2 separate regions of the Rattus norvegicus genome follow, and region 2 is linked to region 1. Evidence: chromatin contacts called from public Hi-C data. All regions are on one chromosome and are shown on one strand. The core of a region is the stretch at or near the end of the contact, and the rest is flanking DNA. Distances in the headings are between cores, read along the strand shown. Region 1 has its middle 61 kb from the start of 1700012B07Rkl. Region 2 holds the start of Abca8 (ATP binding cassette subfamily A member 8).

What was found. A called contact is a pair of places that touch in the nucleus more often than the background predicts.
Region 2: a contact with region 1 is called in a Hi-C map of the A7r5 cell line, with 1.7 times the contacts expected there. The contact joins the promoter of Abca8 here to the enhancer-like site in region 1. A contact is called at or near these places in 2 of 12 Hi-C or Micro-C datasets (the A7r5 cell line and psoas muscle).

What each region holds. Positions count from the first base shown.
Region 1 is chr10:95,361,746-95,369,672 of GRCr8, reverse strand. No RefSeq gene overlaps it. Among named protein-coding and RNA genes, the nearest start is that of 1700012B07Rkl, 61 kb to the right of the region's middle. Within about 2 kb of position 5,097, at least 7 of the 93 cell types and tissues checked have an H3K27ac peak or open chromatin away from gene starts, as enhancers often do. A contact at or near this core is called in the A7r5 cell line, where this site is marked.
Region 2 is chr10:95,485,366-95,493,292 of GRCr8, reverse strand. It overlaps Abca8 (ATP binding cassette subfamily A member 8), which reads left to right and starts at 2,646. Exons shown (of 39, transcript XM_039087437.2): 1 at 2,646-3,033.

The DNA.
Region 1 (7,927 bases), core at 3,848-6,347:
ATTCCACTCCAGACTGTTGGTGGAGCTGGGACAAACTTCGCTTGTTTCAGTGAAGTATAACCACTCAGAGGAACAAATAACCCCTTGACCAGCTCCAAGGATCTGCCAGTTCAAGCCCTTTGGGTTGAACCCTAGGGCTGAAAGGATGTCGCCATTGAACTACTCTTTAGAAACAATATATACATTCAGCAATGTATATATGTCAAGAAGAGATAACAGGAGCTTGTGGAAAATACTAATCCAAGTGAAGTCTTCCGATACTAATCGTCTCCAAGAGCAATAAGATGACCCCAAAAAATGAGACCCTGAGGCCCTCCACCAAAAACACTCTGGAATGAAAGAGAAGAATCCACTCATCTATCTACTAAGGAACAAGAATAAACACTGCTGCTCATTTTAATCTCTGCGTCCCCTCTGCGGAAAGGACAGAATTTTTAACATTTTTCTGATTCTGTTGTGTCTCGTATTTTTGAGTGCTCGTGACATTCAGAAAAGAAGAGAGATTTCCCAGAGGAAAGCCTGCTGTCGGCTCTCAAACTGGGCCATGAACTGACCCCACTGTCACGTTATCCATCTTCGGTGTCAAGACTCTGTTGCAAGATCTCCACGGGGCAAAATTCCATTACCCACCCACTGCAACCACCGCCAACAGTTCCTTCTGTGTAGAAGTTGTAAATGTTGTAGCCAAGGGTCCTGGGCACTGCCTCATAATCTGAGGCCTCAGAATTGTACACAGGAAAGCTGTCCTGATAATTTAAGAATCTCTAGAAGAGCTGGTTCTTGAGCAACTACTGCCTAAGTCATGACTCCAGCAACACATGCTCAACACTGGACACAAGTCAACAGCTTCCTGATTCAGAAAATGCAAACTCTTCAAGACGTGTCTAGACCTTTGTCCTGCACAAAAGCAGTATACCAGTCAAGAGAGCCTTCCACAGACTAAATAATGAAACTGGGTCCCCACCTTACTTCACATACAAAAGTGAACTCAAGAGTCCAAAAACATAAACTGGACCGTTGAAATGGTTAAAACCCTTCAGAGAGAACCTAGTCGTGAGCCTCTGGAGTTTGGATGAATCAATGCTTTCTTAGTAACCAGAAGAATGAACAAGAAAAACCCCAGAAGTAGGAGAATTTTTAAGTTCAAGTTCATGGTCAGTTCTCTAGCAAGTTTGAGGAAGCAGCCAGAAGAATGTGAAACCCCAGGGTCACACACATCCTATTGGTAACTTACCAGGTGCTGTTTATACTTACTGGAAGAGGAGTCTGGAGCAAGAAGCCCTCTCTTGGCTCAGTTTCAAGGACATTTATATCAAGTGTCCTCCAAGACCTCCCGTCCCAAGTCAGGCTGAACCCTGGCTCCAGATGAGGAAAGGGAAAAGCAGACAGATAGTAAACCATTCCCAACAGGGGTTGCTATGGTTTCCAATGGTCTGAGATGCTTGTAGAGAGAACAGGGAAGGCAAAAGCCAAGGCCTTCAATGGAGAGACACAGTCGGAACTCTGCTGATATAACCACCTCTTCCTGAGCCGGTTCCCGTCCTGTGTCTGCCGCTTGTAGTTCTTGCTTGCTATCTGTTTGTTTGCTTGTTCCACAATCAGTAAACTCAGGAAGGTAGTGGGATCAGAGACCTAAAAGGTGTAGAAGACAAGACAAGTGGTTCACGCAATAGAATAAACTGAGCAGGATGTGTTTCCAGGCATCTGCTCTGGGTTGGCAAAGAGGGAAGCAGAAAACCCTATCCCAAAATAAGCCAAGCCGGCTCTGGCAAAACAATACCAGCAGCCGTACACTCATGCCCACCTCCCCAGCAGCACTGAATCCACCTGTGTTTTTCATTGTTGTTTGTTTGTTTTTTTGTTTGTTCTGTGAGGGTGATTCCTGTGACAGAAGATGAACAGTGGTGGAGAGGAACCCCATTTTCTCACTCTTTGTCACTCAGAGGCTGGATTCCACACAAAGGGAAAATCTATTGTTTAAAACTGAGCTATTTGGGTCAAAGAACAGAGAGTGCCCACGAGTCAGGGAGTCTGAATTCAGCCTGACACAGCCCCAGGGTGAGAGGCCAATCATCCAGTCAGTAATCAGTCACATGGACTCAACAGAGAATTCTGGACCTCCACATCAAATCAGATACACTCAAACTAATAGAAGAAAAAGTGGGGAAGAATATCGAACACATGGGCACTGGGGAAATTTTCCTGAACAAAACACCAATGGTTCATGCTCTAAGATCAAGAATCGACAAATGGGATCTCATAAAACTGCAAAGCTTCTGTAAAGCAAAGGACACTGTGGTTAGGACAAAACGGCAACCAACAGATTGGGAAAAGACCTTTACCAATCCTACAACTGACAGAGGGCTAATATCCAAAATATAAAAAGAACTCATGAAGTTAGACTCCAGAGAGCCAAATAACCCTAATAAAAATGGGGTACAGAGCTAAAAAAAAAAAAGAATTCTCAGCCGAGGAATATCAAATGGCTGAGAAGCACCTAAAGAAATGTTCAACATCCTTAGTCATAAGGGAAATGCAAATCAAAACAACCCTGAGATTCCACCTCACACCAGTGAGAATGGCTAAGATCAAAAACTCACGTGACAGCAGATGCTGGCGAGGATGCGGAGAAAGAGGAACACTCCTCCATTGTTGGTGGGATTGCAAACTGGTACAACCATTCTGGAAATCAGTCTGGAGGTTCCTCAGAAAATTGGACATTGAACTACCTGAGGACCCAGCTATACCTCTCCTGGGAATATACCCAAAAGATGCTCCAACATATAACAAAGACACATACTCCACTATGTTCATTGCAGCCCTATTTATAATAGCCAGAAGCTGGAAAGATTACAGATGCCCTTCAACAGAGGAATGGATACAGAAAATGTGGTACATCTACACAATGGAGTGCTGCTCAGCTGTCAAAAACAAAGACTTCATGAAATTCATAGGCAAATGGATGGAACTAGAAAAAAATCATCCTGAGTGAGGTAACCCAATCACAGAAAAATACACATGGTATGTACTCATTGATAAGTGGCTATTAGCCCAAATGATCGAATTACCAAAGATGCATGAGACTCAAGAAGAATGACCAAAATGCAGATGCTTCACTCCTTCTTTAAAAGGGGAACAAGACTACCCTTGGGAGGGGATAGGGAGGCAAAGTTTAGAACAGAGGCTGAAGGAACGCCCATTCAGAGCCTGCCCCACATGTGGCCCATACATATACAGCCACCAAACTAGGTAAGATGGGTGAAGCAAAGAAGTGCATGCTGACAGGAACCGGATGTAGATCTCTCCTGAGAGACACAGCCAGAACATGTCAAATACAGAGGCAAATGCTAGTAGTAAACCACTGAACTGAGAACGGGACCCCCATTGGAGGAATTAGAGAAAGGACTTAAAGGGCTGAAGGGGCTTGAGACCCCATAAGAACAACAATGCCAACCAACCAGAGCTTCCAGGGACTAAACCACTACCCAAAGGCTATACATGGACTGACCCTGGACTCTGACCTCATAGGTAGCAGTGAATAGCCTTGTTGGGGCACTAGTGGAATGGGAGGCCCTTGGTCCTGCCAAGGCTGGACCCCCAGTATAGGGGATTGTTGGGGGGAGCAGTAACGGGGGGTGGGGGAGGGGAATACCCGTATAGAAAGGGAGGAGGAGGGGTAAGGGGGCTGATGGACAGGAAACCAGGAAAGGGAATAACATTTGAAATGTAAATAATACCCAATTTAATAAAAATGGAAGAAAAAAAGAGGAAACACAAAGAAGTAATAAATGCTCGAGAAAGCGCTCAACACCCTTAGTCATCAGGGAAGTACAAATTGGAACAGCTTTGAGAGTTCACCTCACTCCTGCCAAATGACTGTCATCAAGAAACCAATGTCACTAGTAGGGTCAGGGATTAGTGCTTGCCAGTGGGATGGGTCTCAGGTTGGGCTGGCTATTGGTTGGTCATTCTCTCCATCCCCTGTCCCCATATTTCTTATAGATAGACAGGATAAATTTTGGGTCGAATCTTTTGCGGGTGGGTTGGTGTCTCAGCAGTCTAGCATGGCTGTCCTCTGAAAGGCCACCTAGCAGCTGACTCATACAGAATGCAGACACCCACAGCCATAGCAGTGAATAGGGCTTGGGGACATTTAGAGAAGAACAGGAGGAAGGATTGTGGGCCCCGGAAGAGGTAGGAAGTCCACAGACAGACCAACCATGTCAACTAACTTGGACCCTTGGGGCTCTCAGAGACTGAACCACCAACCAAAGAACATACACAGGCTGGACCTAGGCCTCCCCGCACATAGGTAACAGATGTGCAGCTTGGTCTTCATGTGGGTCCTGACCAACTGGAGAGGGGGATATCCCCAAAACTGTATGTGAGATGTGTTTTTCTAGCTGGACTTCCTTGTCTGGTCTCCGTGGGAGAGGATGTGTCTAGCCTTGAAAAGACTTGATGTGCCAGGGTAGGGGATACTCAGGGAATGGCCCCAACTGCTCAGAGGAGAAGGGAAAAGGGGATGGGAGAAGGACTGTGGGAAGGAGTGACTGGGAGGGTGGCAGTGATCAGGATGTAAAGTGAATAAGTAAAAATAATAGTAGTAGTAGTAGTAGTAGTAGTAGTAATAATAATAATAATAATAATAATATAGCTAGCTGGAGATGGAAGCTAAGTGAAACTGAAGGTAAGCCAATAATCATGATGGTTGCTAAGGCGTTAAAATATTGAATTTAGAGTGATCTATAGACATTGATTCTATGTGAAAGTATGTGAGTACAAAATGTGGATTAAGACTAAGCTGCTCATATATATATATATATATATATATATATATATATATATATATATATATATGGAGAGAGAGGGAACACTCAGAATCTTTTATATTAACTAATAAAGGTATAGCTAGATATGACTGTTATTAATATAACATTTGACAAGCCAAATAGTTCAATTAACAAATTCAAGTATGGGGCGTGGGAGGCGGGGGGCGGATGACAACAGATGTTGGCAATGGCGGATCCCTTATCACTTCTGGGGAAACGTCAACTGGTGCAGCCACTCTGGAAGTCTGCACCGGGGTTCTTCAGAAACTAAAAATAGAGTTGCCGCATGACTCAGGGCCTTAGTTAGGGTTTCAGTTGCTGTGCTGAAACACCATGGCCAAAAGCAACTTGGGAAGGAAGATGGCTTAAGTGGTAGGATCTATCAGAGCAAGAGAAAGAGCACTAAACCATTGAGCAATGCACGGTTTCTGAGGAGCCGTGGAATCTCTTGGGTGTTAGAGCTTGTGGGACGAGAAAACAGTAGTCCTTTATCTTTCTTGGACGCCTCTTCTTATGCATTATTATTTGTTGAAAGCTTCCTTTTAGCACCAAGCACCCACCCTCTGTGAGTTCAGTACAGGTGATCCATGACCTAGGTTCAGTTGATTTAGGATTTTCCAAATCCTTGCTAGGCAGAAGCAGATCTATTCCACAGTTCCACTGTCTCCACTTTCAAAATAATACTCAGTAAGCTGCATGAGATACTCAACACTTTCAATATAAAGGCAAACTTTGCCCTGACTTTTCTCCCTCTGTGGGTTAATAGCCTGACGACTGCCCTAATTAAGCTGTGTGCTGGGCAGGTGAATTATACTGGTTACATTTTCACCTTAAAGTATGTTTGCCAGGACTGTGCCACATCTAACGCTGAGAATCATTTATATTAGACTTAGCTCTTTACAAAAGCCTTATACTGCCACGCTACGCTATTGTAGGATGATGTCATTACGCAACAAGGCGGGTCCAGGATAAGGCGTAGCCTATCATTGGATGAGAAGAAAGAGTAAGGGGCGGGGGGAGTCTAGGAAGGAGAGAGGAGGAAGAAGAGCAGAAAAAAAATCAAGATGGAGACAACAGAGCAGGATGATCCAGATCCAGGTGGCCCGGTTTGATTTTGTCTTGCCTGGTGGGCAGTTTAAATCTTTATTAATTTGCAGTGAATTTGTTGTGTGGATGTCTTGCGGATTAGGAATTTAACATGTAAATCTAACTGCTAAATTACAAGTTTCTGGAACGTTGATGTCACCGGGCTAAAGAGGACAGTGTGTGAAAGAAATGGCTGAGAGGCAGTTGGAGCGTGCGGATCTGGTTCTGTTTGTGCAGAGTGAGAATGCACAGGGCCCACAGAGCGAGGTGCATGTGTGTGTGTGTGTGTGTGCGCACGCGCGCGCGCCAGGTGTGGTAACTACCACCTAAGGGACAGACCTCGATGAGAGGGAGGTTAAAGGGAGACAGCGAGCTGGGAGAGTGCAGTTTGCGGACAGCGTGGTAGAGTAGCAGCCAGAGTGAGCGGATTCAGCTCCAGGGAACTGATAGAAAACATTGCTTTGTATTCTTACTGCAACACGCTATTGTATATGCTATTTTGTTTTAGTCACACTAAGGAAACTTAGAATAACTTAAGAGTCACTTAGCACTAAACAGCAGACATAAGAATGGGAACGCCTTTCCTTCAGTCTCTGCTCCACTCTTCTTCGTCCCTGTATTTCCTTTAGACAGGAGCAATTCTGGGTAAAATTTTTGAGATGCATGGGTGGCCCCATCCCTCAACCGGGGGCTATGCCTAAACACTGGATATGGTCTCTACAGGTTCTCTCTCCCCTTTGTTGGATATTTCAGCTAATCTCATCTCCGTTGGGTCCTGGGAGCCTCTTGCTTTCCGGGCATCTGGGACTTTCTTGTGGCTACCCCCCAGTTCCCCATACCCCATTGCTACACACCTCTGTACATCTCCCCAATCTCTTCCCACACCTGGAAAGCCATCCAGAGACTGCCCAACTGGGGATCCATCCTGTATGCAGCCACCAAACCCAGACACTACTGCTGATGCCAAGAAGTGCTTGCTGACAGGAGCCTGATACAGCTGTCTCCTGAGAGGCTTTGCCACAGCCTGACAAATACAGATGCGGATGCTTGTAGCCAACCATCGGACTGAGCATGGAGACCCCAATGGAGGAGTTAGAGAACGGACTAAGGTAGATAAAGAGGTTTGCAACCCCATAGGAAGAACAATAATACCAACCAACAAAACCCCTCACAGTTCCCAGGGACTAAACCACCAACCAGAGAGTACACACGGAGTGACCCATGGCTCCAGCTGCATATGTAGCAGAGGATGGCCTTACCTGGAATCAATGGGAGGGGAGCCCCTTGGTCCTGTGAAGGGTCAATGCCCCAACATAGGAGAATGCTAGGGCGGTGAGATGGGAGTGGGTAGGTGGATGGGTGGGTGGGGGAGCAGCCTCATAAAAACAGGGAAGAGGGGGATGAGATGGGGGTTTGTGGAGGGAAATGTGGGAAAGGGGATAACATTTGAAATGTAAATAAAATAATAAAGAAAAAAAGAAAGGGAATGAAAGACAGTCTGACCCAGACTCCATGTATCAAACTTTCGTGTTTTATCACCATAAGAGCTAACTACGTGTCTCACACTCCAGGGTAAGAGCCAGGACTAGATCATTGTCAAACAGCTGATATGATTCTTTGCTGTGGTAAATAATAAAAATAGAAATCGAGACATCATCCCACGCTATCGCCAGCACCCTAGGGCCACATGGCACCTGCGGGGTATTTTCGTCTCAGTCAGCAAAACGTCTCAACCCACCTGGCTAAGTTCCCAGTCTCCAGCCCATGCTGCCACTGGCTACTCTCTGGGCCCTGCTATCTCTCCGCCTCCATGGCTAGCCCCACATTGGCCCCAGGCAGCAGCTGCCCTTTTGTGACTCTCTGCTGTGAAACCCTGCTCACATTCCCAGCGTCTCACCCGCTGTGGTTATAGTCAACAACTTCCAGTAACCTGTTAAAATCAGAACTCAGTAAGCTTGTAATTTATCAATCAGATTTCTATCAGTAAACTCTCACCCCACAAAACGTCC
Region 2 (7,927 bases), core at 1,397-3,896, 130 kb before region 1:
TTGTTTTGTTGTCTGTCAAGCCAGGCATCAGTCAACTGTGCATGGAATGGTTGTGAAGATAGACCTCCCCTCATGAAACAAGCCTTAACAAAATTAGCACGCTAAATGTTCTCTGACCATAAGTGAATCAAACTACAAGTTAATAACTAAAGGGTAGAAGCTGAGGAGATGGCTCAGTGGGCAAACTGCTTGACTTATATGCACGAGTCCAGGTTTACATCACCGGGATTCACATAAGTGCTGGTGCATTAATACACTTTTGTCTCTAATCTTAATACTAGGGATCCAGAGACAGGAAAATCTCTGAATCTTGCTATCTAGACATTCTAGCCAAGTCAGTGAGCTACAGGTTCAGATGAAAGATTCTGCCTTAAAAAAAAAATACAGTGGTCTCTACAGGTTCTCTCTCCCCTTTGTTGGGCATTTCAGCTAATGTCATCCCAGTTGGGTCCTGGAAATCTCTTGCTTCCCTGGCATCTGGGACTTTCTAATCGTCCCCCAAACCCATTCTCTACCCTCCCTCCTACATCTGTCTATTCATTTTCCTGACCTGAGCCTGGTTAGCTGTTCTCCAAGAGGATCTTCTAGCACCTGACTAATACAGATATAGATACTCACAGCCAACCCTTATACTGAGCACAGGGATCCCAATGGAAGAGTTAGGGGAAGGACTGAAGGAGCTGAAGGGGATTGCAACCCCATAGGAAAAACAACAATATCAACTAATCAGACTTCTCAGACCTCCCAGGGATGAAACCACCAACCAAGGAGTATACAAGGATGGGTCCATGGCTCCAGCTACATATATATCAGAGGACTGCCTTATCTGGCATCAATGGGAGAGAGGCCCTTGGTCCTGTGGAGGCGTGTTGCCCCAGCATAGGGGGATGCTAGATGGGTGAGGCACGAGTGGGTGTGTGGTTGGGGGAAGCTCCTTCTTAGAGGCAGAGGGGAGGGACACTGGGATGGGGGGTTTGTGGAGGGGAGATCTAGAAGAAGGGACAACATTTGAAAGGTAAATAAATAAAATAACCAATAAAAGCTTAAGTTCACTGATTAAAAATTTTAAAAAAAGGTAAGTTTGGGACTAGAGAGGTATCTCAGGGGTCTGTTGGCTCTTGCAGAGGACCCAGATTCAGTTCCCATATGGTGACTCACAATCTGTAACTCCACTTCCAAGGGCTCTGACACTCAACTCTGAACCCCAAGGACACAAGGTATGCACGTGATGCATGCACGTGCCTACAACCAAAACACCCAAACACATAAAATAAAATAAATAAACTTTTTAAAGTAAAGAATGTATAGGAATACAAAGAGAAACCCTGTCTCGAAAAACAAAATACAATTTAGTGGATTTATTTTTTAATTGTCTGAGAATTTCATACACATACTACGTTTACACAATTTCCCCTCTGATTTCTCCTGTGCATCCACACAACTGTCTTTCATATTCATGACATCTTAATTACTATTGTTGCACACACACACACACACACACACACACACACACACACGCATCTAAAGTCATTTGGTATTGTTCCTATGACCAGTTTTTGGGGGCTGACCCCTTGGAATTGGATAAAAGACAAGGGGACTGATTTCTGGAAAGAACTGGTTCTCTGTTCCTCAGCAGCCGTTTGATGCTTATATCTCTTTATCTAGGAGTGGATCCTTATGAAATGTCCCCTCTCCCTGCCAGCATATCATCTGCCGTTGTCATTATGTAAGTCTCCTTTAGGCAGCCATATTGTTGCAACCTCAGGGAGTGGCAATCCTGTCTTGAAGGTACTGTCCAGCAGCCAACAGCCTAGTCCTCTGATTTACATCCCTTCCTCGAGGATGTTCCCAGAACTTATGGCTGTACATAGTGCATCAAAACTGGGTGCCTCCTGGTCAGCATTTTGACCAGCTTTGGATCCCTCTAGTAACCTCCGTTGGACAAAAAAGGGAGCTTCTTTAAGAAGCATGAGAACTACACTCATCTGTAGCCATAAGAAGTATTTAGAATACGGTTAATATTTGTATTGCTTAAGAAAAATAGCAGTGGTAGGTTCTCCTCTAGGGTGTATGACCTCTACATCCACAGAGAGGTTTAGAACACCAAGCACAAATTCCTTCTGACTGAGAAGGGCTTAGTGTCCAATTAAACAGCTGTTGCTTAACCTCAAGGAAAATATGCCACAGTCGCACCCGTCAGAAATAATAAAATAACATATAATAAAATAGTGCGTTCATAACTGATGACTAACATTTAATAGGTTAGTGGCAATCGACCTGCAACAGTAACAGTAATATGGAGAGCACCTGATGGCGACGCTTGATGGCTATCTCCTCCCTTCAGGAGCAGAAGGGACCTCCGAGATAACCATCTCCAGTATCTAGAATCAAGACGCTAAGACTTATTCCATAAATCAATAGTAAAGACTAAAGCCCAATGGAAATTGGAAAACACACACACACACACACACACACACACACACACACACACACACGCACAAGAACTAAATGAAAGCAAAACTGAGAAATAAGATTGAAAATCTTAAGAGAAGGAGTCAGAAGCCCAGAGCTGTGGGTGGAGAGGACCCTTTTTGATGATGCAGCTCTCTGATTCACCTCCTTCTGGTTTAAAAGCAAAGCATTAACTGTTGCTGACAGCTCCAGTCACAGTGAGCATCTAACAGAATAGCTTAGGCATACTGCAAGCTTGGGAATATTGCATTTCCTCCGTTATACAGTGACATAGCCAGGTGACCAAATATAACTGGTACCGCCCTGCGGGGGCTGGGTGCACAACAGTAAGAGAGGAGCAGCCATCGCGGTCACGTGACCGTGGTGTTTGGCAAGACGATCGAGCCGAGGTCTTAAACTCCCGCTGAGAGCAGCCTTCGGTTGTGCTCACGGACAGCAAACAGTTAAACTCTTGAAAGGTGTTGGAGAGCAGGGGGAGGGGGGGGAGGTGACTCACTTTATTCTAAACAGTGCCAGCGAATAAATGGTGCTTCTGGAGCCCTTGCTTCGCATTTCCCTTCAGTAAGTTTCTGAGATTTTTGTCTTCCTTATCGGGTTTATTTGTTTGGGCATCGGGGCTATTATTGTCGTGATAATGAAAACTGAGCAGTTTTATGAGCCGAATGCTACCCGTCTGTGCCAGAGTTGTTTTTAAAAATCAATGAGCTGTTTTGGGATGTTTTGGTGTCTGGTGTGTAATATTAAATGGAGCAAGGTATTGGATTAAAATATGTCTTTAAAATATGCAGCCGTGATGCTCTGCTGAGCCATAACATGGGTGTGAAAATGAGCTGAAATTAGCCAACAGACTGTGAGGAGCTGAGGCACTGGGAAGCTGGTGCAGCCTCTGGAGCTGTTTGCTTTGATGATGTAATTTGACAGTTTGGGGTTACAAGTTTTCTGAGACTGCTTCCCAAGAGTGTTCACAGAACACTTTTGATGAATTCAGCCAACTGTGTCTGTTCCAGGATCTCTGACTCTTCTGACACCATGGGTGAAATCCTGAAATGGGTAGACTCTCCCATCAGCTCACAGCCTGACTTTGAATGCTCATCCTGGAGCACAGGAGTGCCAGGCTCCCAGAGCAACAGGGGAGGAGAAAAACTTAGTCTCTCTCACTCTGTCTGTCTCTCCCTCCCTCCACCTTTCCCCTCCTCCTCCCCTCCTCTCTCCTCCTCCCCTTCTCCATCCCCCTTTCCCCTCCCATCCACACTTAAACATCTTGGATATTATTTACTCCACGGATAAGGAGGATTCAAGCCTTTAGTCTTTCTACAAACCACAGAACACACACCAGGAGTGGACAGACAGGGGGCAATTTTGATTGACCTGTAAAATCAAAGAAGTTGCAGACACATTGCAGTCTCCATGCCCAGTGAGGCTGTGGCTGATTCTGTATTGAGATCTCTACTTAGACAACCCTGTACCCCAACTACACAGCCTCCTTAAAAGTTGTTCGCTCTGGGTTATCCGGACTGAGAATGATCTGTGAGGCTCCTTAGCTCCCATCCCTGGGCACTCCGACCTGATACACTCTTGGCATCTTTCCCTTCCTTCTCTCTTTCTGTGGGTTTTTCTCATTTCTTTCCTTGTCTGTCAGCCTTGCCTCCCAGAGCTTCCTTTCACAGCCCTATTCAGTTTCCTCCCGTGGCAGTAGCCCCTGAGCCTGCTTCAGTCATTGTGTCTCCCATTAGACTGGCCAGGACTTGTCACCTGAACTTTGGCTCTAGAAAACTTGCCACTGTGTGAGCTCTCTTGGTGAACATGAGGAGGACTTCCGGTAAGGACCCGCCCACTCCCCGGTAAGGACCCGCCCACTCCTCTTTGCTATGGGTGGTGCTCACTTTGGTTCTCAGGACGGAGCACCAGTGATGGAGCTTCTGACTGTGGTCAAAAAGCCCTGGGCCATTCACGCCCCTGGCATGTTTCCCAGAAAACTGAAAAGCATCAGATTCTGGGGGAATCTTCCCTTCCATACTTCAGTTTAGGTATCCTATTTCCTCCCTCAGGAAAAAAGCCTTTGAAGAGCATTTCCATCCCATAGTTTCCAGAAGAGGCTCACCAGAGCATGTTTGCACAGTATTGATTGTTGAAGTTGTAGCAGGAGGTGGTGTCATTATGCACTGAACATCTTCTGCAGGACATTTCACACTTCTGTTTAATGAAATGATATAGATATAGATGCAAATTCCCTTACCAAATTGCCCGTTGATATTTACACACAAACATACATGCCCACCCTCTCTCCTATAGATGGTCTTCACTCAGTGCTGAATTAGCTAAAGCTGTGATTTTTCTGTGCTCCTGTGGGAAAGGTCTGTTCTGTTCTGCTAGCAGTCTCTATGGCAGTCTTATTCTTCAGTCAGTTCTGGGCAAAGCCCCTGGGAGGCTTTCCTGTGTACCAGCTCACACACAAGACAAAGGATCATGAATTCTCAATCCAGATAAAGCCAGTCCAAAGCCACTGGACAGATGGAGTTTCTACCTCTGCCTCCCAGATAAAAGACCTCCCCACAGAAACCACTGTTCACTGGAAAGCTAATGTATCATTATTATTGGTAGACATAAATCCATTTGTGATTACCTCAAAGTTGAGTCACATTTCTGTATAATAAACAGATCAGTTAGAATTCATCAGGGAGCTCGAGTAGGTAGACAGTGCTCGTAAAAATATATCGTAATAAAAGCTGTTACATTTTTGTAAAATAAATTACAGTTCTTCAGGAAAATTAAGAGTAGCCATCGAAGATATATGATATCATTACAGTATGCCTTGAACAGGATAGGACATTGAGGGAAGGGAGACACCTTTATCAGTTCAGTAAAAGTTGATAAGAATATAAAAAGTAGGATGAGAATAAAGGGAAGTAAAATTAAACAAGAGAATAAAAACATAGTGAGACATTGTGCAAAGCAAAGGGTCATGCACGATTTAATTCACTTTTAAAATATTGTCATCTGTTAATCAGGTTTTAAATGGCAGAATAGCTGTCAGTATCTTATGAGTCAAACATTTAAAATGTCACCCAGGGTTTTAACAAACTAGATAAAGTTGTGCACAGACAAATGTTAACCAGGAGAAACATGGGGTGTCCATGTTTTTCTAAGAAATCCAAGTGCCCCTTCCAACTACATAGCTGGTTCTGTGTCTTAGGCTTTTCGCCATCCAGGTCTACTCTTACAACAGTAGGAGAGCGAGAGGAGGGCAAGCAGACAAACCCCAGGCCTCCATCATCTACAGCAGTCCCACTCTTCCCTTCTGTAGTCGAAACAATAGTCAGCTTTCTTTATTTATAGTGGTCATTTTATTTGTTTACATTCCAAATGTTGTCCCCCCTTCCAGGGTTTCCCTCTGCAAGCACCCATCCCATCCCCTCCCCTTTGCTTCTGTGAGGGTGCTCCCTAACCCACCCACCCACCCACCCACTCCTGCCTCACCCTCTAGCATTCCCCTATGCTGGGGAATGCACCCTCCACAGGACCAAGGGTCTCCCCTCCACTGATGCCAAATAAAGCCACCCTCTGCTGCATCTGCTGCTGCAGCCATGGGGTCTCTCCATGTGTAATTTTTGGTTGGTTTAGTCCCAGGGAGCTCTGGGGGGGGACCGATGTTGATTGGTTGATATTGTTGTTCTTCCTATGGGGTTGCAATCCCCTTTAGCTCCTTCAGTCCTTCTCCTAACTCTTCCCTTGGGATCCCCATGCTCAGTCTAATGGTTGGCTGCAAGCATCAGCATCTGTATTGGTCAGGCTCTCAGGAAACAGCTATAACAGGTTCCTGTCAGCAAGCACTTCTTGGCATCAGCAATAGTGTCTGGCTTTGGTGTCTGCAGATGGGATGAATCCCCAGGTGGGGCAGTCTCTGGATGGCCTTTCCTTCAGCCTTAGCTCCATTCTTAGACTCTGTATTTTCTTTAGACACAAAAAATTCTAGATTAAAATTTTGAGGTGCATTGGTGGTCCCATCCCTCAACCAGGGGTGGTGCCTAACCTCTGGATATGGTCTCTGTTGTCATTTTTAAGTCTCTTGATCATGGGGAGCTCTTGTGCAGGTAAACCCAGCTGTTATCCTCTGTGCAACAGCTCTATCAGGACTCAAGTCCAGCCCTTCAGAGCACTCCCCTCACCCTTCTTCAGAGCACTCCCCTCACCCTTCAGAGCACTCCCCTCACCCTCAGGTCCTTCATTCTTTCTGCTCCCTGTGCTATGACATCACCTGCATCTGAGGAGGGGACTGAGGTAGTCACTCCATCTGTGGCTCAGCATTCCCAGCATTTTGAACAGCTGAAGCCTCTTGCAACTGCTGCCCTCTGCAACAGGAAAACCCCTCACACATGGGTTGGCAAGAACACACTAGTTAATGTATGGAAGGGCTATATGAATAACTCAAACCAAGATTATATGCTGGCCCCAATACAATAAAATCTAATATCATTGTTTGGCCTCTCTCCTGTACGATTTTAAGGTTCTAGCAATTGCTTGCTTGGTACACCATCTAAAGAGGGAAAGGAAAACAGAAATCCATCCATTTCTCTAGATTAGGACTCACAAATGCCCTGCATTTCCCCTGTTTATGTGCCACTGGTTAGAAGGAACTCCTTCGCCCTTGTGAATGGAATATTGTTTGGAATTTGGAAAGAGATGTCAAAACATGGTCAAAAGGATGACCCATGATGAACAATACCTTGGAGAACTGTGAGAGAGGTTCTGCGGGGAGGGGCTGGGGGGAGCAGAAATGCATTTGTACCCTGGCTTGTTCTTGGATGTGATTTTGGGTCTCCTGTGCTGAATATTTACATTCGATTATAAGGCACGTTTATTCTTGTTGGATGTCAGATCATAGCCCTAGAACCCAATCCGGCCAGTGTGTGCTGAACCTGGGTATAGCTTTCTGCTTTACTTTTGTGCTTTCCCAGATGTGATCTATAGGATGTGCCTGGCATTTCAGCTGCACTGTCCCGAGGAATTCTGGGAAAGGGCTGCTCTGTTAAAATGTACTATGTGCTCACTGGCTTTATTGACATGTTTTTCTCACCATGTGTTCTTTAGAGCTCAAACAACTGTTTTAGATCACTGCTATCTTTGTTAATCCATGTATAAAGGTATAATAAAACTGAAGTAAGGTCATTTACAGCATCAGACTGTAGTCTGCCCCATTCTCTCAGGTCCTCAGATCCCAGGTCCAGCAAACAAGATCTGCACAGTTCAGCCGAAAAGTGGACAGAGAGAACATAGATTTCCTTGGTGAACGGTTGGTGGTATCTGACACAGGAGGGAAGGTGTTAGGACAGTCAAGACCACTGTGAAGAGACGAGGTGACGTTCTTCTCTAGTATTTGGGAACATTTGCTATGAAGTTCCAAACTGTGTTGCCTATAAGAAATCCTGCAACAAGATTAGTTGAAATAAAAATTAAA